2 separate regions of the Mus musculus genome follow, and region 2 is linked to region 1. Evidence: chromatin contacts called from public promoter capture Hi-C data. All regions are on one chromosome and are shown on one strand. Each heading gives the region's core, a stretch centred on a gene start, on an enhancer-like site or on the middle of the called end of the contact. The rest is flanking DNA. Distances are from core to core; before and after follow the strand shown.

Region 1 (7,270 bases), core at 2,357-4,856:
TTTTAAGCATTTGGAGGAATTTGAGGCAGAATAGCAAATCATCAAATGAAAGACTGCAAAGCCTGGCAAAACCTGGCTAGCTTGCTTGTCACGTCTGCTCCTCTCCGGAATACGGGGCAGGCACTGCCCATAGTGTTTGACCTAGCAAAGCATTCAGTTTTCTTCCTGTCAAGTTGGATTCTGAGCCAGCAATAAGAGAGCAGAGAGCCGGGCCTTGTCTGAAAATTTCTCCACATTTTTATCATACGGTTCAGATAGTGAGTGATCAATCTCTGTGGTTGCCTGTATTGGGATTTTCTTAATTCAGCACAGCTGAATACAAACAGGAACTCAAATCCTGAATCATGTCAAGTCAGTTGGTGTGGACTCTGCTGCCTGAAAGACCCACTCCGAACCAAAGCAGAAGTCTGTTGAATACTTTATAGAAAAAAATTCTAAGTTACATTTAGCATCTTGTAGGCCTCTAAGACATTCCTCTCCTTTGCTATTCAGTCCCCGACATCATATTCGAGCCCCTCAGAAGTAATGCTTGTGGCCATGTGTTGTGTGTGCGCTGGTAGGTAGGTACAGGACGATCGTGAGTCCGAGGCCTGCAAGAGCTTCCTAGTGATGTTAAGGTCAGCATGGACCCCACACACTAGAGATCCTGTCTTGGAAACAACAGAAGGTTCAGCTGTCCCAAAGCTTTGCCGCCCCTAGTGCGTAGCACTGCCTCACCCATGAGCAATACTTAGCAAGGGTTTAGTCAATAGCTTTTACTCAACTGCAGAGACATATCTAGATTTTACCTTAAACATGCATTCAGTGACATTTCACTGAAAACATGCGTTATAACATTAAAACACGTATACACAGATACGCAGACACACAGAGAGACAACCTACCACTACCACCACCAACAACAACAAATAACCACATCCCTATTGGACATTTCCCTTTCTTTCATCTCTCTAAGTGACAAGTCTTTTTTCCCCCTGATTTATTTCTAGAAATATCCTTTGGTTGACTCTTTCAGGCCACCCTATTTTTCCTGTCCTGGCCCTAAGCTATAACCTTTTCCTCATTCTTGGCATTGACTGTGCAAGCAGCTTAAATCCATTTCCCAGACTCAGCCTCCCTCTCCTACACTTGGATCTTGTGCTATTGCTTATGAGAAAACATCTGTACATCCTTTGACCTATACTGTGTATAAAATCTGTATCTCTGCTGCCCAGCAGTCACCACTATCCACAGGTAGCCAAAGTCCTGGAATTAAGACTAGTGCACATTGGTAGATGCTATATGTGAACAGTCCATATTATTTCAAGAGCCAGTGTAAAATGTAAAATATCTCATTAATAATTTGTATATTAAGACAGAGCATATTAAAATAATATATGCATACTGTTGTACTATAATATATATTACTTATAATATATATTTTATATATATTTGGGCTAATCATCTGGGTTATTTCCTAAAGCTTTCTAAATTACAAGTTCTCTTTGGCATCATTCTCTAAAACCTGCAAAAACAGAATCTTAATGGCTCTGTTAGCTAATGCAGCGTATATTGTGATTACGAAAGTATGGATCCACAAAGGCAGTGGGCTTAAGAAGTTTGCATAGTTAGTGGCCTTCCTGGCACCCTTGTTAGACTGAATAAACAGAACTCCCTGACAGATCCTCTCCAGTCTACCATGTGGGACAATCTGACATTCTGGTGAGTCACTTTCTAATGATAGTCTTTCTTTCGTTTTTTCGTATGTAAGAAACCAGCGTTTTAAATAAGATGTGGCAAATATTAATCCCTAATTAATGATCTCTTAATGCAGCAAAATGAATTGCAATTTCTACAGAAACAAGGAGACAATTTTTATGTATATCAGATACCCCAATATGCAGTTAAAAGAGTATAGAGTGCTTCAAATCCTGTGAAGGCGAAGCTCTAGGAAAATCCTATCAGTTCCAACAGCATGTACCATTTCTGCATGCTGTTAAAGTGCAGGCCTGGGGAAGCAGCTATGTTGGCAGAGTACTTATCTAGCATGAACAAAGCCCTAGGTTTGATCCGCAGCACCACATCACCCAGCATAACACACATAACACATTTGTAATCCCGGCATCAGGGGTTCAGGCAAGAGGAGGGAGATTATTTTTGCTGTGTGCTTTCACCCCTGGAAAATGCAGAAGGAAGAAGGCATTCTTCGGTCAGTCATCAGTTGCCTGAAAATGGCTGCGAGCTCCTGTTCCAGAGTGCCTGCCTCATCTGTCTCCCTGTTTCGTGTCTTGAAGTGGAAAGAACCATCAGAAAATTAAACAATAGCAGTCGAATACCTAGGAGCAGGAGGGATTGATTCCTGAAGTGAGTCAGGGGTGTGTCATCCTGTGTGACACTGACACCAAGCTAATTGAATGTTGAGACAAACATGCGTTTGCCTGTGTGTGTGTGTGTGTGTGTGCGAGCGAGTGCGCACTCACACATGTGTGAGTTAAAGCCTTCCTGTCAGTATGTGAAGTGACTGTGAAGGGCACCACAGCAAACTCTGGTTCTATCAAGAATGTACCTATTTTTAACATGCTGGATCAAGTGTCTGCAGTCATAGGGGATGAGGAAGGAGTAGAGAATGTGTGTGTGTGGGGGGGGGGAGACTGACTTGAGGAGATTCTGTAAAGGACCCTCTGGCGTGTTTACAGTTCAGCTGTGCATTCTTAATGGCTCCACTGCTGCCAGGTCAGGTAACATTTTCTTTGCATGTGATGAATGGCAGAGAATTCTCTTGCAAGGGAACCAAGGAGCTGGGAGGGGGGAAAGGGGAGGACAGGGATAAGAAACACACAGCTCCAGAGGGGTACAGCCCTTGCTTTGCAGTTGCCTGTGTGGATAGAAACCAGATGGCATGCTGGAACACCCGCTTGGCTATCTGAGGAGCCAAACATATGGCTAATGGTGGGGAGAGCGAGCCTCAGAGCCAGAGCTTTGCTGATGTTTCATATTACAGATTGTTACAGTGTGTCATTACATGGCAAACCTAAGTGCTTAATACCCACTGCAGGCGCTGGCCATACACTTACAAGAAGGACTGTTAACTCTTTGCTGGCTCTGAATGGAGGAGTGACATCATCGGGAGACTGAAAATGTCTGGTGTGGAGGAGAATTTTGTAGTGGAAACAATATTGTTTTAAAACGTGAGAAGCCATCACTCCACTGAATTCAGCTGTGCTCTGAGAACCTTTTTGTACGAGACTTTATTTCCCCTTCTCTTCCTATTTCTCTTTCTTTCTAACACACACACACACACACACACACACACACACACACACACACACACACACACTGAGGTTGGGGGGGGTGCTAAAATCAAAATCCAGGCTGCGACACCACTCTGGTGGGTCAGACAGCATGATCACCTGGAAGCCACATAGCTGCACTCAGAGGTCGCACATTTGAAGTTTCTGTTTGGGAAGCTCTGGGCAACAGCAGGTCTGTGTTATCTGAGGAGCTGCTGAGCCCATTCATCTGCTTTTCACAGCCCGCTTCCTTTTATTTTTAGCCAGATCCGTCAGGCCTGACAGGCGGGTAATTCGAGCCAGAGGAAGGGCAGCGCTCCAAGTCCTTTCCACAAAGCAATTCTTCTCCTCCCTCCTGGGAGGGCTCCAGACTTGGCCTGCTTCGGGCAGATGGATTTGTTGAGTCATGTGAGAGAGAGCATTTACACAAAAACACAGTGAGGCAGTGGAAATGAGACAGAAAGAAGGAAGGAGAGAAAAAAAGAAAGAAAGAAAGAAAGAGAGAGAGAGAGAGAGAGAGAGAGAGAGAAAGAAAGAAAGAAAGAAAGAAAGATAGATAGATAGATAGATAGATAGATAGATAGATAGATAGATAGATAGATAGATAGATAGAGTAGAGCAGCCAAAGCAGAAAGGAGGGTGAGTGAGCCAGGGAAGCTTGTGGCCTGCAGCGTGCAGCCTAGTGCAGGAATTCTGCAGCAGTCAGTGCCCGAGGAATGCCATAGAGGCTCTTGTATATAAGGTAATGTCTAGTTTACTGCATGGGTGGAACCCGGCTAGACGCTTCCTCTTTTTAGCAGAGGAAAGCAGTACTGGGAAACTTATATGTATGTATATATATATTTTTTACAAGCAGCACTCAGTAACAAAGACCACACTGTGACAGTGTTGGTTCCAGTAGCGGTAACTGACCAATGGGCTGCTTTAGAGAAAAAAATGAGTTTGCTTTGTGATGTAATACAAGTTTGCTTTGTCTGGACGCCAGCAAGACTGAGGACACAGAGGAGGGGGAAGAGGAAAATTGGACCAGGACTTTTGGTTAATGGTTTCCAGAGATCATTGAGAGAAGTTGAGTGGAGGGGGGAAAGTGGATAATGTGGAGAGTTGCTGTGAGGTATACCGTAATTACGGTAGGTAAAACAGAGCTTTTCCTATGGCTTCCGTGCTCAAGCTGATGTGAACGGTTTTGAAACGCTGAGGAAGGCATTGTTTCCCCCCACCCTGCCAGCACCCCCACCATGGCACTAGTTTCTCCTTTAGCATTTGGACAGTGAGAAGAACCAGATTCTACATTATGGGAAGCAGCATTAACTTCATGGATCGGTTTTGCTTACTCTTGGTACCACAGGCCTTTAAAACAGTCCGTGGAAACGGTCCCCGCTGCTCATTCATAAAGTTTGAATTAGTTTATATACAATAGTGCAGGAATTCTCCCGGTTTTGCAGAATGAAAGTCTGCCTAAGAGAAAAACGACCAAGTTATCTAAGTGTGCGATCCGTCCAATGGAAGAAAGCACACAGTGCAGAGATCAGGAAATACATGGACACTGAAATGGAAATGGAGAGACGAGGGAGTGACTTCATAGACAGCATCCCCGCAACCTTGCATTTATTCTGAACTCCACTAGTGCAGCCTTCCCCGCCCCCTTCTCAGCCTCCCTAGAATGTAGGTCAACTTCACCATGGCTCCTCATATTTTGTTAGCATTTTAAAAGTTGGAACATTTTGCCGATGTTTTGAGACGGAAATGTATTTAAGTTGCCTGGGTGGTTTCAGTAATTCTGGAACGGAGCTCTCACATTCCTGCTGTTGCTAGTCACCAGTGAACTGGAGTAGTCAGCATGCAGAAACAGCTTCAACTAGAACAAGCACAGCGCTCACAGTGTTGCTGATCAGACGCTCTGACGCTCACACCCCTCCACGTCCCTTCACGCTGCTCCGGTGATTCCGCTGCGCTCTTACAGGGCCGCTTTGAGTTATTATGCTTGAAGGAAGAATGAGGACATTTTTGTGGCTGTTGTGCATTTTAGGAATCCCAGACTACACAGCAGCGACATTATCATTATTTTGAAGTGGCTTTGTTTTAACCCTACTTTATAACATCGAGTCTTCCCTCTCCAGCAGGGCATCTCTTACCGCGTGGCTGATAGTTTGGACCAGGTAATAATTATGGAGAATGCACTATAGCTGAGACCTCACATCTTGAACCCCAAGCATGAAGTAGTGAGAGCAAACTGGAGGTAAAGGAGGCCTTTTCATTTCAAAGCCTGCCCCAGTGATGTACTTCCTCCAACAAGGCTGCACCGCCAGACCCTGGGGTCATTTTTTGTTCAAACCACAGCACGCGCTGGATCTGTGCTTTACCACTGAGCTTGTAGTTTATAGGTAAACTCAGCATTTGAAATGGAAATATTAGGTATATAAAGTTTCCTACATAGCAAACAAATGATTTTAGGGAGAATTCTGTCTGTCTGTCTCTGTCTCTCTCTTACACACACACACACACACACACACACACACACACACACACACACACACGCACGCACGCACGCACGCACGCACGCATGTGGATTGGGGAGGGAAAGGAGGAGAGGGAGACAGAGAGAGAGAGAAACTGAGACCTGGATTTTGTTCTTGAAGAACAGCCCCTTTCTTGTACTCTGGTCTCAGCAGGTAAAATCCCTCCAGGCTATATCATAGGTCTTTCCCCAGAGTTACACCAGAGGAAGTGGCCCTGCTATCAGAGCCCTGGAATGTTGATATCAGCAGCAAGGAAATGTCTCATTTTCACAGCACCCAGAGCTGGAGCCTTAAGCTCACCCACTCTGTATCCCATCCCAGAAAGAGAAAGGCCGATAGGGTAGGCTTTCTTCTTAGGAGCAGAGCCGACTTCCTTCCCATGCTGGTGACTGCAGTCTCCTTGAGAAGGAATGTGTGCCTTTCCACAGGAGAGGCAGGCATACATTTCCTGTTTATTTTGTGAGGACTGGTGTCAACTGCTATAATGAGATCAGAGGAGCCCCTGAGGGACGTGGCCTGGCTGTGTCTGTGCCAGTCCCCTGAGCTGAGCTGTTGTTGGAGAAAGCAGGCAGCCCTACAGTTCCTGCTGGTGACATAGTATGTGACTGTGCCCTTGCTGTTTCTTGTCCCACCAGTGTCAGCATTCCATCATCCAGTTGTAAATTATGCAAACATAAACCTAAGACCGACTGCTTCCTTGCCTGGAAGGCTCCTGCCAAGAATGGCTTGACAGGCCCGGGCTTTCCTTAAGCTCTTTCTCACCTGACTACCATTAGGAGGAAGAGTTTAAGAATAAGTCGCAATATAGCTGATACGACAAAGAATGTATTTCTGGGTCTAACCTGAGCAGCAGTTAAATGAACACATATGGGAAATAATTATGGCAGAATTGAGTTTTAATTGGACATTTCGAGCAGACTAGAATATCCTGAGCAGGCACAAGCTGACCCACTTTTTGATAACCCCTCCCAAACATGCACATAAAACCTTAGGTATGTCCAAAAAACCAAAAAAAGATAGTTTCATGTATATGAGCTCAAAGCAGGATAGTGACAGTACCAAGTGCTGAAAGACTCCAAAGCTACCCACCGTGGTAGTGTAGGGGCTACCAGCTCTCAGCTGTCGGGGCTGAGATGTTTATACTCACCAGTGGAATTGTTTGTTGAGAAGGGCAAGAATGTCCTCTAAAGCATCATGTTTGAATGGATCTGGTTTCCTTGCCAGCATGGTAAGTGACGAGCTATTTGGATTTTGAAAGTGGTTCAGATCATGAAAGCACTCGGGCTGTGGTCAGACCAAACCTTATCTTTGTGGAATAGTTTAACAACGCAGCACATGACAGTGCCTCAGAGAGAACAGGCCATGCTACAGCAAAGCTGGTAATGAAGAGGACAGATCCTGCACCACACAGATGATCTTTGGGGTGGCCTTGCATTCGAGCCTGTCATGCTGCCAAGTAGAGCTCTCTTCAGGGAATCAACA
Region 2 (7,270 bases), core at 2,047-4,546, 270 kb after region 1:
ACATAGTCCTGGCTATTCTATAACTGAATCTATAGACTAGGGTGACCTTTAACTCACAGAAACCTGCCTATACCTCCCAAATGCTGGCGTTAGAGGTGTGCACCACCACATCACAAATTTTGATCATTTTCTGTAGAGCTCTCAGCTACTGCTCCAGCATTAGCCTCCATGCTTCCTGCCATGACCAAACCTCTGAAACTGTAGGATAGGACAACTAAATGGTTTCCTTTAGAAGAGTTGCTATGGTCATGCTGTCTCCTCACAGCAATAAGCCATTGACTAAGACATTTAGTTTTATAATAAAGTTTATTTTTAAAAATTTGAAACATGCACCCACAGCTCTAATTCGAAGGTCACTTTGTTACATGTCTTGATGTGGATTCTGGTAATGAATACCATGATGTGACCCATGCAAAGTTCTGGGGACAAATAAACAGTGTCATTGTCAAATCCAAAAAATATATAATAATTTGATCGTTTTCAACCCCAATTACCATCTCTCATCCCCCCGCCCCTTCCCACCAAACCCCTTCTTCTTCCCAACTGACTGGATAGCTTTCTGTGTAAGATTTTTACAATTATTTCTGTGGTTCCGTAAATGAAGCATGTTTTTACAAGTGCCTGTAATTGCTCTGCTTAATAAAAAGACGGCTTTGAATGGCAGCATAGGAGTCGACTGTATTCATGATTAAAACAGTGTTTTCATGTTGTCTAGAACATGCTCAGTGTTTGGAATTCCTAATGTTATATGCCTGGAAGAGGAAACCATATGACAAAGAAAGATGTGCCTCACCTCGCTCACAAGGCAATTCCTTTCTATTGCCCGATTTTATTTCTCATAGCAAGCCCAGAAGCTGAGTGGAGCAATTATTATCTCTGACTCACAGACCCTCAAGAGGTCTGGAACAGAGAGAATGGATTTCCTGGGACCACAATGCTAATTCCTGTGGTCTTAGGAGTGAATCTCAGATACCCTGGGGATAACATGGCGCAGAAGCATCTTGGAGAGCCAGTACATTGCCATGGTCTCCAGGGTGCCCACTCAGCCTGGCCCTGTACGCCTGTGGCTTCAGCTCATGTCTGATGAGAACAAAATATCAAAGCAGGAAAGGTTCCACAGGCCGCTCTGCTCCTGGGACTCGTAGAAGAAACAGATTCTTGGTTTTGGCTTTTGCTTCCAAATCTACTTCTCTACCCTCCTCCTTCAGTAGTCTCTGCCCAGCAAACCAGAGGTAACGGGCAAGTGAAATGTGTGCCTAAAAGTTTGGTGGGATGAGATGGGCAGAGTGTCACTGTCACAATTCCATAAAAACTGTGCAGAGCAAACATTGTAGAGAAATGCACCAGGGCAGAATAAGCATTGCTTAAGAGCAGGAACTTTTCCTCTTTTGTCTCATCTTTGAATTCTTTATAGGAAATTAGCTTTTCAGTGATATCTTAATTGAAATGAGGGAAATGGTTTAGGCTACAGGATGTGGGCAGTCGTTAGGCAGCAGTGATCTCCCAGCCTCCCTGTCTAGGTTTTCTCTCTGGCCATGTAAGTGTGCCGAGAAGGCAGGTTAGGTCTCATGCAGAAGGTTCTCTGCCCTTTGCCATCTCTAGGTCAGGGGTCCCTGGCTACAAACTGCAGGAATTGATTTCACAGACTGCTAAAAAGCTGGGACTCCCACAAAGTCTAACCTTCCTCCGGGCATTGCTGGCGAGCAGTGTAGGTCCCATACTGAAAAATGACCTCTAATCCTGCACTTCCTGTGGGTTCCAGAGGCAGGGAGAGAGTCAGCACTTTGGCAAGACTGGTATGACCAACAGGAACATATTGTGCAAACCGCAGCAGTGGCCAATAGTACCCTCTTTCACATTTGGCCTGCTGACTCAGTGACTATTCCTCTGTCTCCAAGCCTTAACCAAAAACCAAAGCAGTCCACAACTAAAGAGATTCATCGCCTACAAATCTCCCAGGCCTGTCTACCGTGCAGCCTCCCTGCCCAGAGTCCACTGGCCATAACAGCAGGCTATTCGGACAGGTGGGGGCGAGAGTTAGCAGAATGTTTCATTGTGTCATATTGTCTACTCTGTGCTGTCTCTGGGGACCCAGAGAGTAAACACCTCTGATGAGAAGTACCGTCTGGAAGGATATGTTAGGCAGGAGCACTGACTCAAACAGCAAGCTGTACAAGCTTGTGTACGTTGTATTAATCTCCTGGAGGAAAGAGCAGAGGCGTGAGCTTTCTCGCAGCTGGTCGGCTTTCCAAGACGTTGTCACATTACCTAGTTTTCAGCCCTGTGTGGGGTACATGGATGCACACAAAAGCTTGTGAAAATATTCCTCTGGAAAGGCCCAGGGCTGCCCCTCATCTCCAGGAATGCCCGCCCGTTGCCTTGGAAACAGCCGAGGGCTGAGGTTGAGCCTCCGCATCCCTTGAGGAACAAGGCAGGTGCTCCCACCTGCTGGTCAGTGTAAGTTCCTCCTTGCTGTGTGGCTAGCAGATCTACAAACAGAACCCAGCACAAGAGTGAGGGCTCCCTTCCCCCTGAGAGAGAAGAAGATGTATGGCTGACTGTTTTCTTCTCCACTGACCGTCTTTAAAAACGAAGCCCGATTGCAACAATCCCTGATGAAATTCCATGTGTGGTTTGCTTTTGCTCCAAGGACTTTGACACTGCCATTGTTGATTTTCCCTTTCCCCCGCCAACCTTCCATCCTGTCTACCTGGTCTGTGTTTGCTGTCTAGATGGCTTTAAATACAGTAGCGCTCGGTGCGGAAGCCCTTTAGACTTTCCTTGTGATCTGCTCTGTGGCATGTTTTCTTTCTGCAAGTAAGCAAATACAGTCTGGAGCTGAAGTAAGATGGCTCTGCTGTCAGTGGAAATAGAAGTCCCCTGAGCCCCAAGGGTGCACAGCTTTTGTGATGCCCAGGTGCTATGTCTCCAACTGACGACCTGTGTGCTGCTGGGGCACCATCTAGGATCTGAGTGTCTGTTATCCAAAGCTTGGAAAATGGAGATAAACAGTGCACTGTATCATTGGAAGCCTAGGAGAAACAGCCCCACAGGCAAAGGCCTTTCCAACAGCCTGCAAAGGAGCCATTTGTCCTGCCTGCACTCACCACATGGGAGGCATAGTAAGTGCCACATGGAGTAAGTGCACAGCTAGGAAGTAACCCGACAGAATTTTCACCCGGCCCTAGGAAAGGCAAATGATTCTTTAGTGTGCTTACCTTTGTGCATGGTGATCAACTGGGCACAAATACCAGGACTGAGCCTCATGACTATCTGATGCAACCAACAGATAACTCCCAGATTCAGGGCAGACTAGCCATACCCTTGACCTCTTAAAGAACACAGACTCAACACTCCACCCTCTGAATCCTAACAGGAAGTTGCTTTCTTCACCAATAAACCCAGGCCCACATGCTTTCTCCAGTGACTCTTTTTCCTGAGAGATCTGTAAGATTCCTGGGCACGTCCTACACATGTCTAGCAAGCCTTTTGTGGGGACCCATCTGAATTGTGGAACAATACTGGAACAATAAAATGTGCTTTAGATTTTAATTTTTCATCATTGAATTTTTTGTAAATAACTTGTATAGATTACATTAGAAATATTTTATACACTGGGATAAATGACATGTTCTTAAAATGAAACTCACCTGGATTGTTTTGTTTTGTTTTGTTTTTACTTTATTTAATGTGGCCGCTTTCAATTTTTTGGTTTCTTGCAGGGGTGGGGGTGTTGGTTGAGTTTTTCTGAAACAAGCTCTCGGTATTTAACCTTGGCTAGGCTCAAACTCAGAGATCCACCTGCCTCTGCCTCTCAAGTGCTGGGATTAAAGGTGTAACACAACACACCTGACTGACATACACTTGTAAGTTTAGCCTCTCTGACTGGTGTTAGTATTAAAGGTTAGCCTAGCACATGACATTTAGGCTTACATTGCCATCTGCTGGCCAAGCCAAGAAATTGAATATGAGAAAAAAACCTAAGCAACCTGAGCTGGGTCTAATAGCCTGGGCTGGCCTGGAACTCCACAGGCCTCTGAGGGTGGCCTTAATCTTCCTGCCTCCACCTCCTCCCAAGTGCTAAGATTGCTGAGGTCATAACTGTGCAGGAGTTGCAGAAACAGATGTAACTGCAGAAGTTCCCAAACCATCAGCACCGCCTTAGCAAGGAAGGGCAGAGAGAAGCTGTTAAAAGTCACAGACCTGGGGCTGGAGAGATGGCTCAGTGGTTAAGAGCGCCAGCTGCTCTTCCGGAGGTCCTGAGTTCAATTCCCAGCACCCACACAGTGGTTCTCAACCATCTGTAATGGTATCTGAAGTCCTCTTCTGATGTGTCTAAAGACAGTGACAGTGTACTCAAATATATAAAATAAATAAATCATTTTTTAAAAATGTCACCGACCTGAACTCCAAACCCCATGGAGACTGACAAGGCCCTAGAGAGAGAGAGAGCCTGGGCTTGCTCTCAGCTTCTGCATCAGACACAAAGTCAATGTTTTCACACAAAACAATTAGGGTCTTCAGTAGCCCATGCTGGCCTTAAACTCAGTTTGTCAGTTTGTAGCTAAGGATGACCTTGAATTCCTAATTTCCATACCTTCACTTCTTGTGTTTATAGATGAGGACCACTCCCTGCATCAGGTCTCCATAGTTGCCGTTCTTACAAAATAATACATACTAAAATTAAACAACAGAGAAGACACCTCCAGAGTTGTGATATCCTCTCTTCATTGTTGTGGAGTTTTATTTATTTATTTCTATTTTATAGTTGTTTGTGTGTATGTCTGTCTGTACCACGTGTGTGTCTGGGGCCAACAGAGACCAGAAGAGGGTATTGGATTCCCTGAAACTGTAGCCACAGATGATTGTGAGCTGCCATGTATGTTCGTGTGTGTGTGTGTGTGTGTGTGTGTGTGTGTGTGCTGGAAATCAAACCTGGGTCCTCTGGAAGAATAGCAGGTGTTCTTAACTATCGAGCCATCTCTCCCACCCCTGCCATCCTCTCTTTTAAAAATATTTACCTTGACTTGTGAAGGACTTAAAAGTAGGAATCGTGCCTAAACCTTAATGGCTTACAGTAGCAGTGGTCATTCAACAGCTCTCACACGTTCTGTGTGTCAGGAACTGAGCTGGCCCTCATGAGCATTTCTGGCTCAGATCGGGTGTTGGCTGGGGTTACAGTCCTCTGCGGGTCTCAGTGGCTTCAAGAATTCACTTCTGGGCTGGCAAGGTGGTTCCTCGGGTAAAAGGGGCAGCCACTAAGCATGGAAACTGAGTGTCATTCCCAGGGCCTGTCTAGCTAGAGGAGTGAACTGAGTTCAGAATAATTAAATAAAACCTCATAAGCAATGAGCATGCTTCCATTCACAGAACTGGCAGGATAGTGCTGTGAGCTGGAGATGCCAGGTCTGCCCTACTGAGCAGCCAGTGAAACAGGACAAAGTACAAGTCTCAGTGCCCTTCAAGGCTTAACTTCGAGAACACATGACATCGTCCAGCAAGGTGTTTATCAGAAGGAAGGAATATGCATCGTGTCAGAGAAATAACAGAATTACCCTGTAAAAGAAAACGTAATTTTAAAAACCATATCCTGACAAAGTGCCTAGCATAACACTAACCTGAGAAGCGTACCTTGTTTTGCACGAGGACACTGAGGGTCAGAGGGGTGATGTCACCTCTCTCCTGTGTGAGAACTAAAGCCCAGCTCTGACTCCTCCTACCCAGGATGTCACCTTGGGTTCTGTGTGAGTAAAAAAGACTCTCACTGACTGGTGCATCTCTGCAGTGTCTTCAAGGTGTGCTGGGCTCAGTCTTCCTTCCCCATCTGTACATCGGTCTTTAGAAGATCACTTTGGCCATTTTGTTGAATTCCGGTTGTGTGTCTTGTAGCAGGGGCTTTGATAAACCATGGTCTTTCTTACAAAAGTTCTGCAACATTGGAAGAACTAACACAGTTTACAATATTTTTAATGCCATTTGCTTCAAAGGAACCTCAGGAAATGATAACATTATAATCTGTGTGTGTGTGTGTGTGTGTGTGTGTGTGTGTGTGTTGAGACAAGGTCTCACTATGTAGGCCAGACTGGCTCCCCACTTACTCTGTAGCCCATGCTATGCTCAGATGCATGGCAATCCTCCTGAGTGTTGGGATTAGAGCTATACACCACCAGGCTGGCCGACTTGTGTGTGTTTGTACTGTTTGGTTATACGAATATTTCATCTTACTTGTATTGGAAATAAGAGAAGTATTAATCACTACTTGCTTTCAGTACTTCCCATGACTTGCTCATCTTAAAAAGAGGTTTGGAGACTGGAGAGCTGGCTCAGCAGTTAAGAGCACTGGCTGCTCTTCCAGAGGTCCCAGGTTCAACTCCCAGCTCCTGCATGGTGACTCAACCAGTTCTATAATTCCAGTCACAAGGACTCCAGCACCATCTTCTGGCCTCCATGGGCACCACACAAACAAGGTGCACAGAGATGCATGCATGCAAAACACCCACACACATAAAATTAAAAATAAAATAGAAATACAAACAAGAAAATGATATTTGACTGGACAGATGGCTCTGCAGTTGACAGTGTATGCTGCTCCTGCAGAGGACCCAAGTTCAGTTCCCAGTGCCCTCAGTAGGCGTCTCACAACCCCCCTAACTCCAGCTCCAGGGCCTCGTACACCTTCTTGTGGTCTGCACTTATGTGCGTGCACATGTCAACATGCACACATAAACACACACAATATTAAATAAATTTATTTAAATTATTTTATTATTAAAATTTATTTATTGAAATTTTATTTTGCAGTTTCAGTGATGTTTCACTTGCCAAAAGTCTCACTGCAGCTGCTATAATCCTACTCTGCTGTTCTTGGTTTCAGGTTAAACTTCCTTTTCCTGTCGATCAGATCACAGACCTTCCCAGGAACGACTTCCAGATGATGATCAAAATGCACAAGCTAACCTCAGAACAGTTGGAGTTCATCCACGACATCCGGAGGCGGAGTAAGAACCGCATTGCAGCCCAGCGCTGTCGAAAGAGGAAGCTGGACTGTATTCAGAACTTGGAATGTGAAATACGGAAACTGGTGAGTTGGTGGGCAGGTACTCAGCAACCTCAAGTGACCAAGACTGATGTAAAGTTATATCAGTTACAGCTGGAGAGACAGAGGGACAGGCACCCTTCAGGAAAACTTGGGACTGTTCTCAACAGGCGTCATAAATGCGTCTGAAATGTATGTGGATGTACACACATCTCTCAGGTGTCATGTGGAATT

The links. Promoter capture Hi-C pulls out the DNA fragments that hold promoters and counts their contacts.
Region 2: a promoter capture Hi-C map of liver shows a contact between it and region 1, with 10 times the contacts expected there. The contact joins the promoter of Bach2os here to the enhancer-like site in region 1. A contact is called at or near these places in 12 of 39 promoter capture datasets (the 3T3-L1 cell line, 3T3-L1-derived adipocytes, the C10 cell line and 7 more), 13 of 484 Hi-C or Micro-C datasets (3T3-L1-derived adipocytes, the C2C12 cell line, CD4 T cells and 7 more), 14 of 115 datasets of contacts at active chromatin or transcription factors (CD8 T cells, the NIH/3T3 cell line, Th17 cells and 10 more) and 4 of 9 other capture datasets (adipose tissue, embryonic stem cells, liver and 1 more).

What each region holds. Positions count from the first base shown.
Region 1 is chr4:32,300,330-32,307,599 of GRCm38.p6, forward strand. It overlaps a transcript of Bach2 not described here. Among named protein-coding and RNA genes, the nearest start is that of n-TGccc3, 74 kb to the left of the region's middle. RefSeq lists an enhancer at 1,574-5,081. Within about 2 kb of position 3,607, at least 247 of the 459 cell types and tissues checked have an H3K27ac peak or open chromatin away from gene starts, as enhancers often do. A contact at or near this core is called in the C2C12 cell line, the NIH/3T3 cell line, VIP interneurons and 14 more, where this site is marked.
Region 2 is chr4:32,568,366-32,575,635 of GRCm38.p6, forward strand. Bach2os (BTB and CNC homology 2, opposite strand) reads right to left here and starts at 3,297. Exons shown (of 5, transcript NR_026843.1): 1 at 3,219-3,297. Bach2 (BTB and CNC homology, basic leucine zipper transcription factor 2) reads left to right here. Exons shown (of 5, transcript NM_001109661.1): 4 at 6,875-7,081.